Regions from separate parts of the Zea mays genome. Here all the other regions are linked to region 2. Evidence: chromatin contacts called from public Hi-C data. All regions are on one chromosome and are shown on one strand. The core of a region is the stretch at or near the end of the contact, and the rest is flanking DNA. Distances in the headings are between cores, read along the strand shown.

What was found. A called contact is a pair of places that touch in the nucleus more often than the background predicts.
Region 1: a Hi-C map of leaf shows a contact between it and region 2, with 5 times the contacts expected there. The contact joins the promoter of LOC100285414 here to the promoter of LOC103644256 in region 2. A contact is called at or near these places in 5 of 25 Hi-C or Micro-C datasets (bundle sheath, ear, endosperm and 2 more).
Region 3: a contact with region 2 is called in a Hi-C map of leaf, with 10 times the contacts expected there. The contact joins the promoter of LOC107325939 here to the promoter of LOC103644256 in region 2. A contact is called at or near these places in 14 of 25 Hi-C or Micro-C datasets (bundle sheath, ear, endosperm and 5 more) and 1 of 3 datasets of contacts at active chromatin or transcription factors (leaf).

The regions. Positions count from the first base shown.
Region 1 is chr1:300,305,071-300,310,138 of Zm-B73-REFERENCE-NAM-5.0, reverse strand. It overlaps LOC100285414 (CRAL/TRIO domain containing protein), which reads left to right and starts at 3,721. Exons shown (of 7, transcript NM_001158307.1): 1 at 3,721-3,996; 2 at 4,603-4,976. The coding sequence starts at 4,641.
Region 2 is chr1:300,486,975-300,491,463 of Zm-B73-REFERENCE-NAM-5.0, reverse strand. It overlaps LOC103644256 (protein phosphatase 2C 35), which reads left to right and starts at 3,221. Exons shown (of 4, transcript XM_008667462.4): 1 at 3,221-4,489. The coding sequence starts at 3,357.
Region 3 is chr1:300,684,464-300,689,157 of Zm-B73-REFERENCE-NAM-5.0, reverse strand. It overlaps LOC107325939 (alpha-expansin4), which reads left to right and starts at 2,536. Exons shown (of 3, transcript NM_001320914.1): 1 at 2,536-2,850; 2 at 2,949-3,273; 3 at 4,439-4,694. The coding sequence starts at 2,679.

The DNA of each region.
Region 1 (5,068 bases), core at 2,472-4,971, 180 kb after region 2:
TAGCATTATCATCACTAGAGGACTCATATCTAGTGGAGGATTTAGATTTAACCTTCTTCTTTTTGCCGTCCTTCGCCATGAGGCACTTGTGGCCGACGTTGGGGAAGAGGAGTCCCTTGGTGACGACGATGTTGGCGGCGTCCTCGTCGTCGGAGGAGTCGCTAGAGCTTTCGTCGGAGTCCCACTCCCGACAAACATGGGCATCGCCGCCCTTCTTCTTGTAGTACCTCTTCTTTTCCTTTCTTCTCCCTTTTTTGTCGTCGCCCCTGTCATTGTCACTAGAAATAGGACATTTTGCTATAAAGTGACCGGGCTTACCACACTTGTAGCAAACCTTCTTGGAGCGGGGCTTGTAATCTTTCCCCCTCCTTTGCTTGAGGATTTGGCGGAAGCTTTTGATGACAAGCGCCATTTTCTCGTTGTCGAGTTTGGAGGCGTCGATGGGTGTTCTACTCGGTGTAGACTCCTTCTCTTCCGTCGCTTTGAATGCGATCGGTTGAGCTTCGGACGTAGAAGGACCGTCAAGCTCGTTGATCTTCCGTGAGCCCTTGATCATAAATTCAAAGCTCACAAAATTCCCGATTACTTCCTCGGGGGTCATTAGTGTATATCTTGGGTTGCCACGAATTAATTGTACTTGAGTAGGGTTAAGGAAAATAAGTGATCTTAAAATAACCTTAACCATCTCGTGGTCATCCCACTTTTTGCTCCCGAGGTTGCGCACTTGATTCACCAAGGTTTTGAGCCGGTTGTACATGTCTTGTGGCTCCTCCCCTTGGCGAAGACGGAAGCGACCGAGCTCCCCCTCGATCGTTTCCCGCTTGGTGATCTTGGTGAGCTCATCACCCTCGTGCGCGGTCTTGAGCACGTCCCAAACTTCCTTGGCTCTTTTTAATCCTTGCACCTTGTTGTACTCCTCCCTACTTAAAGAGGCGAGGAGTATGGTTGTAGCTTGGGAGTTGAAGTGCTCGATTTGGGCCACCTCGTCTTCATCATAATCCTCATCCCCTACAGATGGTACCTGTGCTCCAAACTCAACAACATTCCATATACTTTTGTGGAGTGAGGTTAGATGAAATTTCATTAATTCACTCCACCTAGCATAATCTTCACCGTCAAAGGTTGGCGGTTTGCCTAATGGAACGGAAAGTAATGGAGTATGTCTAGAAGTGCGAGGGTAATGTAAGGGGATCTTACTAAACTTCTTGCGCTCATGGCGCTTAGAAGTTACGAAGGGCGCGTCGGAGCCGGAGGTAGATGGCGATGAGGTGTCGGTCTCGTAGTAGACCACCTTCCTCATCTTCTTTTTCTTGTCCCCACTCCGATGCGACTTGTGGGAAGAGGCTTTCTTCTCCTTCCCCTTTCCCTTTTTGTGGGACTCTTCCGATGAAGCTTTCCCGTGGCTTGTAGCGGGCTTGTCGCCGGTCTCCATCTCTTTCTTGGCGTGTTCTCCCGACATCACTTCGAGCGGTTAGGCTCTAATGAAGAACCTGGCTTTGATACCAATTGATAGTCGCCTAGAGGGGGGGTGAATAGGGCGAAACTGAAATTCTCAAAAATAATCACAACTACAAGCCAGGTTAGCGTTAGAAATAAAAACGAGTCCGCGAGAGAGGGTGCAAAACAAATCTCAAGCAAATAAGGAGTGTGACACAAGGATTTGTTTTACCGAGGTTCGGTTCTCGCAAACCTACTCCCCGTTGAGGTGGTCACAAAGACCGAGTCTCTTTCAACCCTTTCCCTCTCTCAAACGGTCCCTCCGACCGAGTGAGCTTCTCTTCTCAAATCAAAACTGGGAACAAAACTTCCCCGCAAGGGCCACCACACAATTGGTGCCTCTTGCCTTGATTACAATGGAGTTTTGATCACAAGAACAAGTGAGAAAGAAAAAAAGCAATCCAAGCGCAAGAGCTCAAAAGAACATGACAAATCTCTCTCGCTAATCACTAAAGCCTTGTGTGGAATTGGAGAGGATTTTGATCTCTTTGGTGTGTCTAGAATTGAATGCCTAGCTCTTGTAAGTGGTTGAGAATTGGAAAATTTGGATGCAATGAATGGTGGGTGGTTGGGGTATTTATAGCCCCAACCACCAAACTAGCCGTTTGGTGGAGGCTGTCTGTCGTATGGTGCACCGGACAGTCCGGTGCACACCGGACATGTCCGGTGTGCCAGCCACGTCACCAAAGCCGTTGGGTTCTGGCCGTTGGAGCTATGTCTTCTGGGCCCACCTGGATGTCCGGTGGCGCACCGGACATGTACTGTAGAGTGTCCGGTGCGCCAGTATGGGCACGCCTGACTTCTGCGCGCGCTGGCGCGCAATAAATGCGCTGCAGGTAGCCGTTGGCGCCGAAATAGCCGTTGCCCCGCTGTTACACCGGACAGTCCGGTGTACACCGGACATGTCCGGTGAATTATAGCGGAGCAGCCGTTGCAGTTTCCCGAAGCTGGCGAGTTCCTGAGGCCGCTCTTCCTTGGAGCACCGGACAGTCCGGTGAATTATAGTGGAGTTGCCTCTGGAATTTCCCGAAGGTGACGAGTTTGCGCTGGAGTCCTCTGGTGCACCGGACACTGTCCGGTGGCACACCGGACAGTCCGGTGCGCCAGACCAGAGGTGCCTTTGGTTGTCCCTTTGCTCTTTTGTTGAACCCAATACTTGGTCTTTTTATTGGCTAAGTGTGAACTTTTGGCACCTGTATAACTTATACACTAGAGGAAACTAGTTAGTCCAATTATTTGTGTTGGACAATTCATCCACCAAAATTATTTAGGAACTAGGTGTAAGCCTAATTCCCTTTCAGTGATCAAGGGGAGGGGAGGCGGACCTGGATCCAGTCACCCGCGATTTGGAGTTAGGTTTTTTTTGGCATGTTGCCACGCAAAGTCGTCGAAGCAAAGCCCGAACAGAATGAGGCTCATGCGACGCCTTCGTGGAGCTAGCGGAGGCGAGCGGGTACGCGATGGTGGCCATGCCAAAGACGATGAGGTCGAGGGCGACTGGCGGCGTGAGGGTGGCGTCGCGGGTGAGTGGGGCGACCTCCAAGCGATTTATAGCGGGCGGAGCTAGGGGAGCGGGTGGTCGTTGCCGAGTTTAGTGGCACAGAGTACGCGGAGGCGGTTGTGCGGGCGACGACGCGACGTGCAGCTGGCGTGGAAGTCGGTGGGGAGGGGCCGCAGGGCGGGGTGGAGCGCGTGGGGAGATAGACGACGGTGAAAACGGTTCCGTGCACGATTCTATCTGAAAATGTGTATTATAATAGTAGATATAGAGATAGAGAAATATATTTTTGGTTCATTTGTAAAACAGGCCAAGGAACAGATCATCCGACACCCGTACGTGATTTTTTCCCTCCTACCAAAACATCCGGTTTTTGGGCCGGCCCGAAAAATTTCAAAGGTCTAACCGTTGCTGTATTGCCAATGATGAACTGGGCTCTGTCTACGTTCGCACGTCACGACCGCGACGAATCCAGCTCCGCTCCAGCCTCGGAGCATCCATCCAGTACCCTACGGGGTCCGGCGGAACCCACTCCAGTGGTCGTCTGGTATGGTATGGTCCTCTGGGCTAGGCCCACGCCGCAGCGCCCGCGGACGAACCACCACGCCCACGCGTAGCACGAGAAGGGACACGATCGCACACTTTTCCTCTGAGCCGCGACCTGTCTCTGTCTCTGTCTCTGTCTCTGTTCTTCTGCCCCGACTCCGCCCACGCATCTCTTTCTCCTCTTCCCCCGCGCGGCGGCCGCGGGAGTGTTCGTGTTCCTCACTTCTCCCGCTTGCGTCCCCGACACTCCCTCAGATCCGCGGCCGTTTCCCGATCCGAGGGGCATTCCAGCCCTAAATAGCGGCCGGTGAGCAGGTCTCCTTCCGCCGGCGCGGACCACCTGGAGGGAGTTTATCCTGGAGCCGTCTTCCTCCTCGCCTCCTTTTGCGGCGCGGCGCGGAGGCCGGAGTCGCTTGGAGGCCCAGCTGTGTTTGGGTTGATTTCTTCGTTTGTCGGTAAGGAAGGACGGCTGGATGCTGGATCACTCGGGATGGCGGATTGTTCCACGAGTGCGTTTTTTTTGTGTGTGCATGCTTCGTGAGATCTCATCTTAGTGTATAACTGTATACGATGTGACCATTCAGCGATCTAATCTAGATCAGTCTTGCCGGGATGTATAGTGGAATCCCTCCATCATTGCGGTTAGCTAAGCATTTGTTTGGTGGATGGTGGCTGGTGGCTGGCGGGTTTGTAGTAATAGCTGTTATTTTCCAAATAGATTGGGTCTCAACCAACTGAAACCCCACCCCCTCGTTAAGTCCGCCTTTCTGTGTGCTGAGCGAGTGAACAATGCGCACTTCGTGTGAACCTCTAATTCAGCTTATACTAGGACATCATAATTGCTCGGTTTAGGCCTGAAGACACCTTTTATTACTTGTTTCTTTTGGTGGTCATCATGTATTTAGGTGTATTCGGTATGTTCTTCCTTGGTTGCTAATTCAGCTGTTGGTATGCATTGTGCTTATTGCTACACATTTATTATGCTCCTGTTCATGATATTTCTGCAGTGGTTAGAGGCACCTGGTTTGTTTTTTGCTGAAGCTGGTGGTACATGTGAATAGCAGGGCCTGTCTTCTGCCTCTGCTTTTGCTTCGAAGCAATGGCGAATGCAAGCAAGCACTTGCAACCTTCAAGTCAAGCAGGCAATGACAAGAAGTATCAGGGCACGCTGGTTGCTTCACCAGCAAAGGCCATTTCACCTAAGTGTGTGAACCGCATTGTGCCATCGAAGCAACTGATCTTGGGTGGGGGTTCAATAGGCCATGTGGCATCATTTCTGATCAAGGTCGTTGCTCTTGAGGCAGTGAGAAGAGTTTCTAAAACAAGATGCCCTTTCATATGGAATTCTGTTCAAGCATTGCAGATCCTTGTGTATCCTCCATTTAGCTGGATCCAAAGATGGGCACCGCTCGGATTTCTCGTGCAGGGAATTCAGGTTATTTGATTTCTCAGCTCTCCAAGATGGATGCTCCTTATTTTTCAAAAATAGTAGTGCTTTAACAAATACCATGTGCTTAGATATTGAAT
Region 2 (4,489 bases), core at 1,972-4,471:
CATTCCTTCCTCAGCCAGGTTGGTTGGAACTCGAACGCAGAGGCAGCCTCCAAGCGGACGAAGCCGCTGCGGTCCTTCGCCACACGGGCGAAGCCAGACAACAAAGTTATTGGAGTCAGCTTCACTAATCATTATTTAAATACACTAAGGCAACAGTACATTTGTATAGGATTTACCAAAATTTATAGGGGTCAGCTGACCCCAACGGTTACACGTAGCTCCACCCCTGCTTCGCCACCATCTCCGACGCGTCCCTTTCTCGCTTCTGCCTCCTCAGACGCATCCCTCTCCCGCCCAACACGAGAGGTGCGACATGCTGGTTCGCTCGATGACACCCTACCTCGAGAGGAACGTAGTGAAGACGACGTTGACAAAGAAGAAGAAGGCGATGACAATCATCCACTTGAGAAAGGATGCCTTCTTGAACATCAAGAAGCACGCAATCCTGCATCTTGTTCGCACCTTTTGCGCCCCGCCGATGGAGGAGAGGAGCGCCAGACCCCTCCCTCCCATTTAGCGTCCACACGAGTACATTTGTATCTCAACGAATCATTTAGCAAATGTGGCTGCATAGTCCGATCGCACACCCGAAGATAGAGAGAAACATGCTATTTATCCAGGATCTGAACCTGTGATTCTAGTCACTATAACTGATGAATCTTACATGTATATTTTTGGTATTAAGGGAGGTCACTATAAGAAGACGAAGTTTGGTGTCGGTTTCAATGCTGATGGTGTTGATAGCGATGATAGTGGTCTTCTCCTCACTTACACGTAGAGATAGATCATCGAGTCTCACTTATCCTTGAGGGAGATAATTATATTGATGATTTCTTAATCCAAAACAGTAAGTACTTCTTAAACCCATGTCCGCTACGTGTTCTGTGAACATGCTAGGTGAAAGTTTTTGTAGTGTGTTTAGTTGCTTGCATATGACCTGGCCAGTCTCACAGGATGTACTCTTCACGTGTTTGGTTGTCTGGTCAGCCTCTATAGCCTGACTATGCAAATGCAAAGATTCCCTCTATGCCTGGCTCCTAAAATACTTGGGAAATAAGTGTTTCTCCATAGCCATGCCTGCTGATGCAACCATTAGTCTACTTGTTGGAGCTCTAAATGTTTCAACCGGATGCCAAAATCCGAAAGGGTTCGGGTTCACGAGACAAACCTTGTTTTTGATACATGTGTTATGTATCTTGGATTTTATGAGATCCTAGCCGCTAGAACGGACAAATCTTATATGTAAATCTTCGTGGTTGTAGGAGTTCTCTACGAAAACACAGTTTTGTGGTTGGTGTTGATAGCAACGGTGATGACCTTTCCCTTATTTATATGTAGAGGTAGTTTGAGTCTCGTTATGTTTGTGTGGATGAGAAGATACGACGAATGTTGATTCACGTGGCTCATGTTTCTATTTATTTTATATGGTGTAAAGATACAACTATCATATGTAAATTTTTTAAGAACGTGATAGCCTATAATATGGATGAATCTATTCCGCTGTTGTACTCGTTTAGTCGAGATTTTTGATTTTTGATAGCGAATCTGGTTGAGAGAAAGTTGAACCAAACAAACACTGGAGCTACCGGTTACCGCCTACAGGAGCTACAGAGCTGATGAATTCAGCTCTCGGAGGATGGGACCAGAATACCAGATGCCGCGCCGGAAAAGTCACGGAGTGAGAACGCTTCAGCCCGTCCGTACGAACGAACTCACTCCAACTCCAAAGGTTGCGACGCACACGCATGGAACGCAGACTGCAGTTGCAGCCACACATGCGTGCGACCGGCGACCAACTCAAACGCTCCAGCCCTCCACTAGTTCGCAGCCTTTCCAGCGTCGGACAGCGGGAGAAAAAAAAAATAAAAAATCCACCCGCCCGCGCTGACCTGTGTGCGTGGTTGTTAGGTTATGGATCATCCTCCGATTGGTTGGCTGTGTGCACCGAACCGGAGCGCCCCAGTGGAAGTGGCGTGGCCGGTTCGCCCACCTGCCGCTGCCACCGCGGAAGCGGACGCCTGTTCCGTGCGGTCTCGACGCTGCATCGGCTTGGGTCAGTCACGCGGCATGGCAACCGCGTCGTCGTCGCGAGCGAGCTAGGATCCACGGCTCGGCTGCCGAATTCCAGACGGCCCGGCCGTTCGTATCGGCAAGCCGCCGATGTCCAAGGTAGGGATGAAAACGGGACGGGAAATTCTCGTACCGTCCCGTTTCGAATACTGTTTTTTCCCGATCGTTTTTGAATTGTTCAGGAACCGATAAAAACGGTACGAAAATGATTTAGTTAGTTTTTCGTCGTTTCCGAGTCGTGCTAATACTGTTTTTCTACCGTTTTATATAATATGAGATATGTTTAGCATATAATTTATTTAAGTTATAGAATTTTGTTGTGTTCAAGTGAATAAATACGCGAAAAGTAAATGTTATAATTACTCTACTAATATGAATGATGAAAAAGAGTTATTTATATATTTCTAAATTTTAAAAATTAGGCAATACATCACTTTATTATGTTTTTTGATAAAACTACAAAATAGTTATCTTTCCGACTATAGTTTATGGTTTTCGATCGTTTTTGAATAACCGACACTTTCGATCCCGTATTTCGACCGTTGGTTTTCGTTTTCGTTTTCGTTCCGACCAAAAAAATATGAAAACAAAAAACAATTTAGCTGTTTTTTCGATCGTTTTCCACCGTTTTCATCCCTAGTCCCGAGGCCCGGGGGCGCTGCGCTGAGGATTGGATCTTTTGGACTTTCTCTTCAAGTCTGCGCTCGCGTCCGTCTCTTGTGCCGCTGGCGGCTGGCCCGCTGTGCCAGGTATGACTTTCTGGAAGGCACGTGCTCGTCATTTTCGTATCGCCCACCATATTGTCTCCTCTCTCTCGTGGTCCGTGACCGTGGCACCAGTTCAGTATCACCCGTGTATACAGAACAGAAGCAAAGGTCCAGGCAGCAACGAGGCATGGTGCGGCTCACCTCAGCCTCACAAGCGGCCACACGGACGCGGACGCAGAAGGTTGCATCAGGTTTCCGCACCGAGGCGCGGGCGGGCCCCGCCACCACGACGACGCAGGAAGCGGACCGGGGCGAGGGGAAGGGCTCCCGCGGCCGCGGCCCCGCAGCCGCAGCTGCCTCGCGGGCTCGCACACCCACGCGAGTCAACGCCTAGAGGTGGAAAACCAGCTTTTTATTTATTCAGGCATTTCAACCCCACCCACCCACTCTCCTCCCCCCTTCTCCTCCTCTCCCACAAGTCAACTCTGCTCACGCCCTCACCTCCATTTCCATTATAACCAAACCACCCAACCCTCCCCGCGTCCACAACCCTCCGCTCCGCTCCGCTCCCGTCCCGCCATGGGCAACTCCCTCGCCTGCTTCTGCTGCGCGGGCGGCGCCGCGGGGCACGTGGCGCCCGCCGCGCTCCCCTCGGACCCCGCCTACGACGAGGGCCTCGGCCACTCCTTCTGCTACGTCCGGCCGGATAAGGTGCCCGTGCCCTTCTCCGCGGACGACGACCTGGTCGCCGACGCCAAGGCGGCCGAGGACGCCACCACGTTCCGGGCCATCTCGGGGGCCGCGCTCAGCGCCAACGTCTCCACGCCGCTCTCCACGTCCCTCCTCCTGCTGCTGCCGGACGAGTCGGCGGCCTCCTCCTCCGGCTTCGAGAGCTCCGAGTCGTTCGCCGCCGTGCCGCTGCAGCCGGTCCCGAGGTTCCCGTCGGGGCCCATCTGCGCGCCCGCCGGGGCCGGGGCCGGGTTCCTCTCCGGGCCCATAGAGAGGGGGTTCCTCTCGGGCCCCCTCGACGCCGCGCTCATGTCGTCCGGCCCGCTCCCTGGCGCCGCCACGTCCGGCCGCATGGGAGGCGCCGTGCCCTCGCTCCGCCGGAGCCTGTCGCACGGCGGCCGCCGCCTGCGGGATCTCACCCGCGCGATCCTCGCGCGGACGGAGAAGCTTCAGGGTTCGATGGATCTCGGCCTCGGCCTCGGCCTCGGCTCGCCCGATGGCGCCGGGCTGCAGCTGCAGTGGGCGCAGGGGAAGGCCGGCGAGGACCGCGTCCACGTCGTGGTGTCGGAGGAGCGGGGCTGGGTGTTCGTCGGCATCTACGACGGCTTCAACGGCCCCGACGCCACGGACTTCCTCGTCTCCCATCTCTACGCCGCCGTGCACCGCGAGCTCCGCGGCCTGCTCTGGGACCAGCGCGACGCGCACCCCGACCAGCCGACCACGACCAGCACCACGGCCTCAGATCACCAGGACCGCCGCCGCCGCCGCGCCCGCCGCTCGAGACCGCCGCGCGGCGCCGACGATGACCAGCGGCGGTGGAAGTGCGAGTGGGAGCGCGACTGCTCCAGCGCCCTGAAGCCGCCGACCCAGCGCCCTCCTCGGGGCAGCAGCCAGAACGACCACCTCGCCGTGCTTAAGGCGCTTGCGCGCGCGCTTCGCAAGACCGAGGAGGCCTACCTGGACGTGGCCGATAAGATGGTCGG
Region 3 (4,694 bases), core at 1,287-3,786, 200 kb before region 2:
GCTCAGAGTTGACCTGACGACCCCGAGCCGCCGGTGCAGCCGGCGATCCACGCCGGACCAGCGGGGGGGAGGGGGAGACGTCGAACCCAAAGACACGCACGCGCCCCGCTGGCGCGGCCAAGGAAGCCGTTGGCCAATGGCCATGGCACGGGTATAGTACGTACGGGTGGCAGTGGCACGGGACGACGCGTCCTCGCCGCGCCCACTCACCAGGTACCCCGATACCGTCGCCATCGCATTCACGGCCCCGGGGGGCACGGGCGCGGGCAGCGAAACCCCTCAACCGAAGCAAGCCAAAGCCAAACAGACAGACCGGACCGCCGTGCGATTTCCTCCGCAAATGCCGGGGGTGTCTGCGTGCCGCAGTCGCGTTCACGGTCTCTGCCAGTTGAGCTAGGTAACCGTCGCCCTGCCGCTGCCGGTAAAACGCTGTACGGCCGCCGTGCCGTGCCGCAGTCGAGAGGTGATCTGCTCCAGGCCGCCGGCATCATCGCCTCGGACGTGGGCGCGTCGGGAAACGATACTAAACGGCCTTTTGTGCGTGGTCGACGGCCAAAACTGCCTTTTGTGCGTGGCGTCGGGCTAAACCTAAACGGCCCGTGACGCTAAAAAACACGCGCCGCGACACTTCACATTCTGGTACCGGCGGCGCAACCACCGTGAGAGCTCAGCCAGTGTCATGTCATCTGGTAGCGCTAGGCGATTGATCCGCGCGCGTGCGTCGTACAGCCAGTCAGCACGTGACGTGTGTCACGGCGCTACTAGCACGTACGTACGGCCTCTGGCCCCTGCGCTGCGCGTCGCATGCAGAGCAGAGACGAAGTTCGAGCCCGGGGCCGGGGCCCGGCCAACCACCACTGTGCGCTCCGCCCGCATCATCTACCACGTACGAGCCGAGCCGTCCATGATTTCGAACAGACGAGCTGCTGCCTGCTCACGGCTGCGCTGCATTTGCAGCATGCATGGTCAGATTTAAGTTGACACACCAACCCTGTGTCTGCGTGGTGACCTGGTCCAGTCTAGCTACGTGGCACGCGTTGAGTCTGCGACTCGCAGGCAACACTGGTTTCCATTTTCCAATCGTCTGCCGATGGGGTGACCGACCGGAGGCATGCGCGGCATACACACACGCACTTGTAGCGATGCATGCCGGTGCCGGTGACAATACGATGCCGTGCGCTCCGTGACTTCAACGCCATCGTCCATCGTAGCCGTGCGAAGGCGAAGCACACAGACACAGGCACAGAGAACGGCCTGGCGGAGCAAAAGGCACCGGCCGCCGCGAAAAGGGACACCTCCGGCCGTCGGCAGGCGGCAGACATGCAGGCAGGGGACCCTCCAGGAACATTGCGGGAAAAAGGAACACGCGAAAAGCCGGCTCACTCGCGCCGTCAGAGGCGGTACCGGAGAGAAAGAGAAGGACGGCCACCACCGGCCAGGAGAGCAGAGCCTGGGACAGACAGACAGACAGAGCGCGAGCGGCGCACAACTTGCGATGGACGCAAAGCGCGGCCGGCGGCCAGGGCCACCCAACCGACGGTCCACGCCCACGGATAACGTGCGTACAGTGCGGGCGCCGATGGGCCACCGCCTTTTGGTCTCCCCGCCGCGCGGTTGAGCCGTGAGCCGTGAGCCGTGAGCGAGACCATGCCTCCGCCGCGGCCGTGCTACCCCTCGCCACTGGCCACTTACCAGGCCGTCTGCCTGCAGCGTGCCTCATGGTCCGGCGCCCCGAATCATGGTGCTCCCCCCGTTCGGATGGATGTGGGTCATGGGGCCGGGCCGCCGGCACGGCAAAGAGGAGGGGAAAAGGGGCACGACCAAATGATCGGCCAAATCACGGGAATGGTCAACACTCTGCAGCTTTGTTACGGGAATGGTCTAGAAACTGGCTCCCGGACGTCGGCGCAGGGAATTGTCTCACGACCCGTTTAGAAACACAGCACACCCTGACAGGGACAAAGAAAGAGAGAGAGAGAGAGACAAGTCGTTGTATTGTAAACGAACGAGGTTAACTATCCGTGGGTCCCGGCGTCCCTTCCCGTCCAACCGGCGGCATGATCACAGGCCACTGTGCGCGTGACGGTTTTCACTCGACAGCGCCGCGGCAAACGCCATCGAGTTGTAGTGTGTACCGCTGCTACTTCAGACGGTCGGAATGAGACGCATGGTCACGATCCCATCCCACGGCATCCAATTCCAATCCATTATGCATACTCCTAGTAAAAAAAGAGTACACTTAATAATTATAGTAATAAATAGAAAAAGCAGTGAAATGAAAGGTCCCAACTGCCCTCCGTTTGCGTGACGAGGCAGGCAAGGGCAGAACTAGCAGCCTGGCACTGTAGCAGCAGCAGCTGCACACGTACCACCACGCCACCGGCACTCCCGGCCCGGCATCAGCTGCTGAATCCGGCAATCAATCGCGCATTCTCGTCCGCTTTTCCTCCCCGGCCCGCGCGCCAGTATCGGCTGCTCTGCCTCGTGCCTCCATAAATACGACCCCGCCCTCCGCCGTTCCCACTCGCCCCTCCCCACACCTCCGCTCCCGGCCTGTGCCGCCGTCGCCACCGCTCGCTCGCCCGCCTGCCTGCCTGCCTGGGCCCGCAGCACCGACTCTGACAGCGCCCGTCCTGCTTCCTGTACCGGCAGGCGAGGGAGAGGACTCAGGGAGTGTGATGGCGGCAATGCCGGCGCCGCTTCTGCCTCTGCTTCTGCTGGTGGTGGCCGCGGCGATGACGCTCTCCCCCGCCGCCGCCCGCATTCCCGGCGTGTACGTCGGCGGCGGCGGCGGCTGGCAGAGCGCGCACGCCACGTTCTACGGCGGCAGCGACGCTTCGGGCACCATGGGTACGTACGTCCATCCATGGATACATACACATACATATACATACATACAAAAGAAACGTCGTCTGGCTGATGAAACGAAAGGAAACCTGGCACTGCAGGCGGCGCCTGCGGGTACGGCAACCTGTACAGCCAGGGGTACGGCGTGAACAACGCGGCGCTGAGCACGGCGCTGTTCGACGAGGGGCTCCGCTGCGGCGCGTGCTTCGAGATCAGGTGCGAGGAGCAGCCCGGGTGGCGGTGGTGCCGGCCAGGGAGGCCCTCCATCCTGGTCACGGCCACCAACTTCTGCCCGCCAAACTACGCGCTCCCCTCCGACGACGGCGGCTGGTGCAACCCGCCCCGCCCGCACTTCGACCTCGCCATGCCCATGTTCCTCCACATCGCCGAGTACCGCGCCGGCATCGTCCCCGTCTCCTACCGCCGGTAAGACAGACAGCACAGATTCCTCGACGCCCGCTGTGGTAGTGGCCTTACCTGCACGGGCATGCCCATTCATTCCGCGTCGCTTCGGTTCTCGATCACGGCGCGGGCGGGCGGGCAGTTACTACACCAAGGCCTCCTTTGGAATGGAGGATTAGTAAAACATAGGGATGGAAAAAATGTAGGAATAGAGTTGCATGTCACCTTCAATTCCACAGGAAAATTTTCAAGAGGTTGGACCTCATGTTAAAAAACCTCCAAAATCTCACTACAATGCTCAATTCCATAGGAATTTTATAGGATTTGTTGCAACTCAATCCTTTGTTCCAAAGGACCACATAGGAAAACTTTCTATAGGGTTTTAATCCTTTAAAATTCCTTCACTTTTCCCTTGTTCCAAAGGAGGCCCAAAATGGCGTAAAAGCGGCAAGCCTGCAACTGCAACCCGAAATCCTGTGGTATTACTAGTATAGTACGTGATAAAAGGCAGCCAGGCTGGTGTGTGTGGTGCAGTTTCTTCCATACACGCGCAAGCATGGTGCCAGTGCCACGTTCCGGCAGGTCACATGGGATGGAAGCCGGGGACGGGCGGGTAGGGCGTCCGGTGCTAGTAGTAGAAGCAGCAGAGCAGTACCAGTAGCCCTTCTCTGACGAAAGAGACGGAAGGCTGCTTTCTATTTGTAATTTGGGGCGTCTAATCCGCCGTCTCTCTGCAGTTTTCTCGTTGCGTGTAGCGGTAGTGCAGCAGCAGTACTACGTTAAAAAAAAAAAAAGAAACCGCGTGGTGCATAGTGGAGCACGGGGTTTCGAGAAAAGAAAGACGACCGGGCCACAGGGAAAAACGCCCAGAGAAGCCTCAAAAAAGGCACCCTACTACCTTGGTGGTGGTGGCAGTGGTAGGAACAGTAGACGACAGCACGCTGGTACTGGTAGGGCAGCGCAGGCTCTTGACCTTTTTTCACACTTTGGCCGTCGGGGGGCACACCGGCAGGCAGACACCCGCACGCACAGGAACGTGGCATCTCCCGTTCTGCCCCAGCCGTATAGTAGTACGCAATATCAACGACCTGCTTGTGTTGTAGTAGTAGTGGCAGTACCAACCATAGTGTTTTACTGGGAGCAAAAGTATCACTAACAACTCGTCTCGCCGCTGCCGCTGGCGCTGCAGGGTGCCGTGCCGCAAGTCCGGCGGGGTGCGGTTCACCATCAACGGCTTCCGGTACTTCAACCTGGTGCTGATCACGAACGTGGCCGGCGCGGGGGACGTGGTGCGCGCGAGCGTCAAGGCGGCCAGCACCGGGTGGCTGCCCATGTCCAGGAACTGGGGCCAGAACTGGCAGTCCAACGCCATCCTCGTCGGCCAGGCGCTCTCCTTCCGCGTCACCGCCAGCGACCGCCGCACCTCCACCTCCTGGAACGCCGCC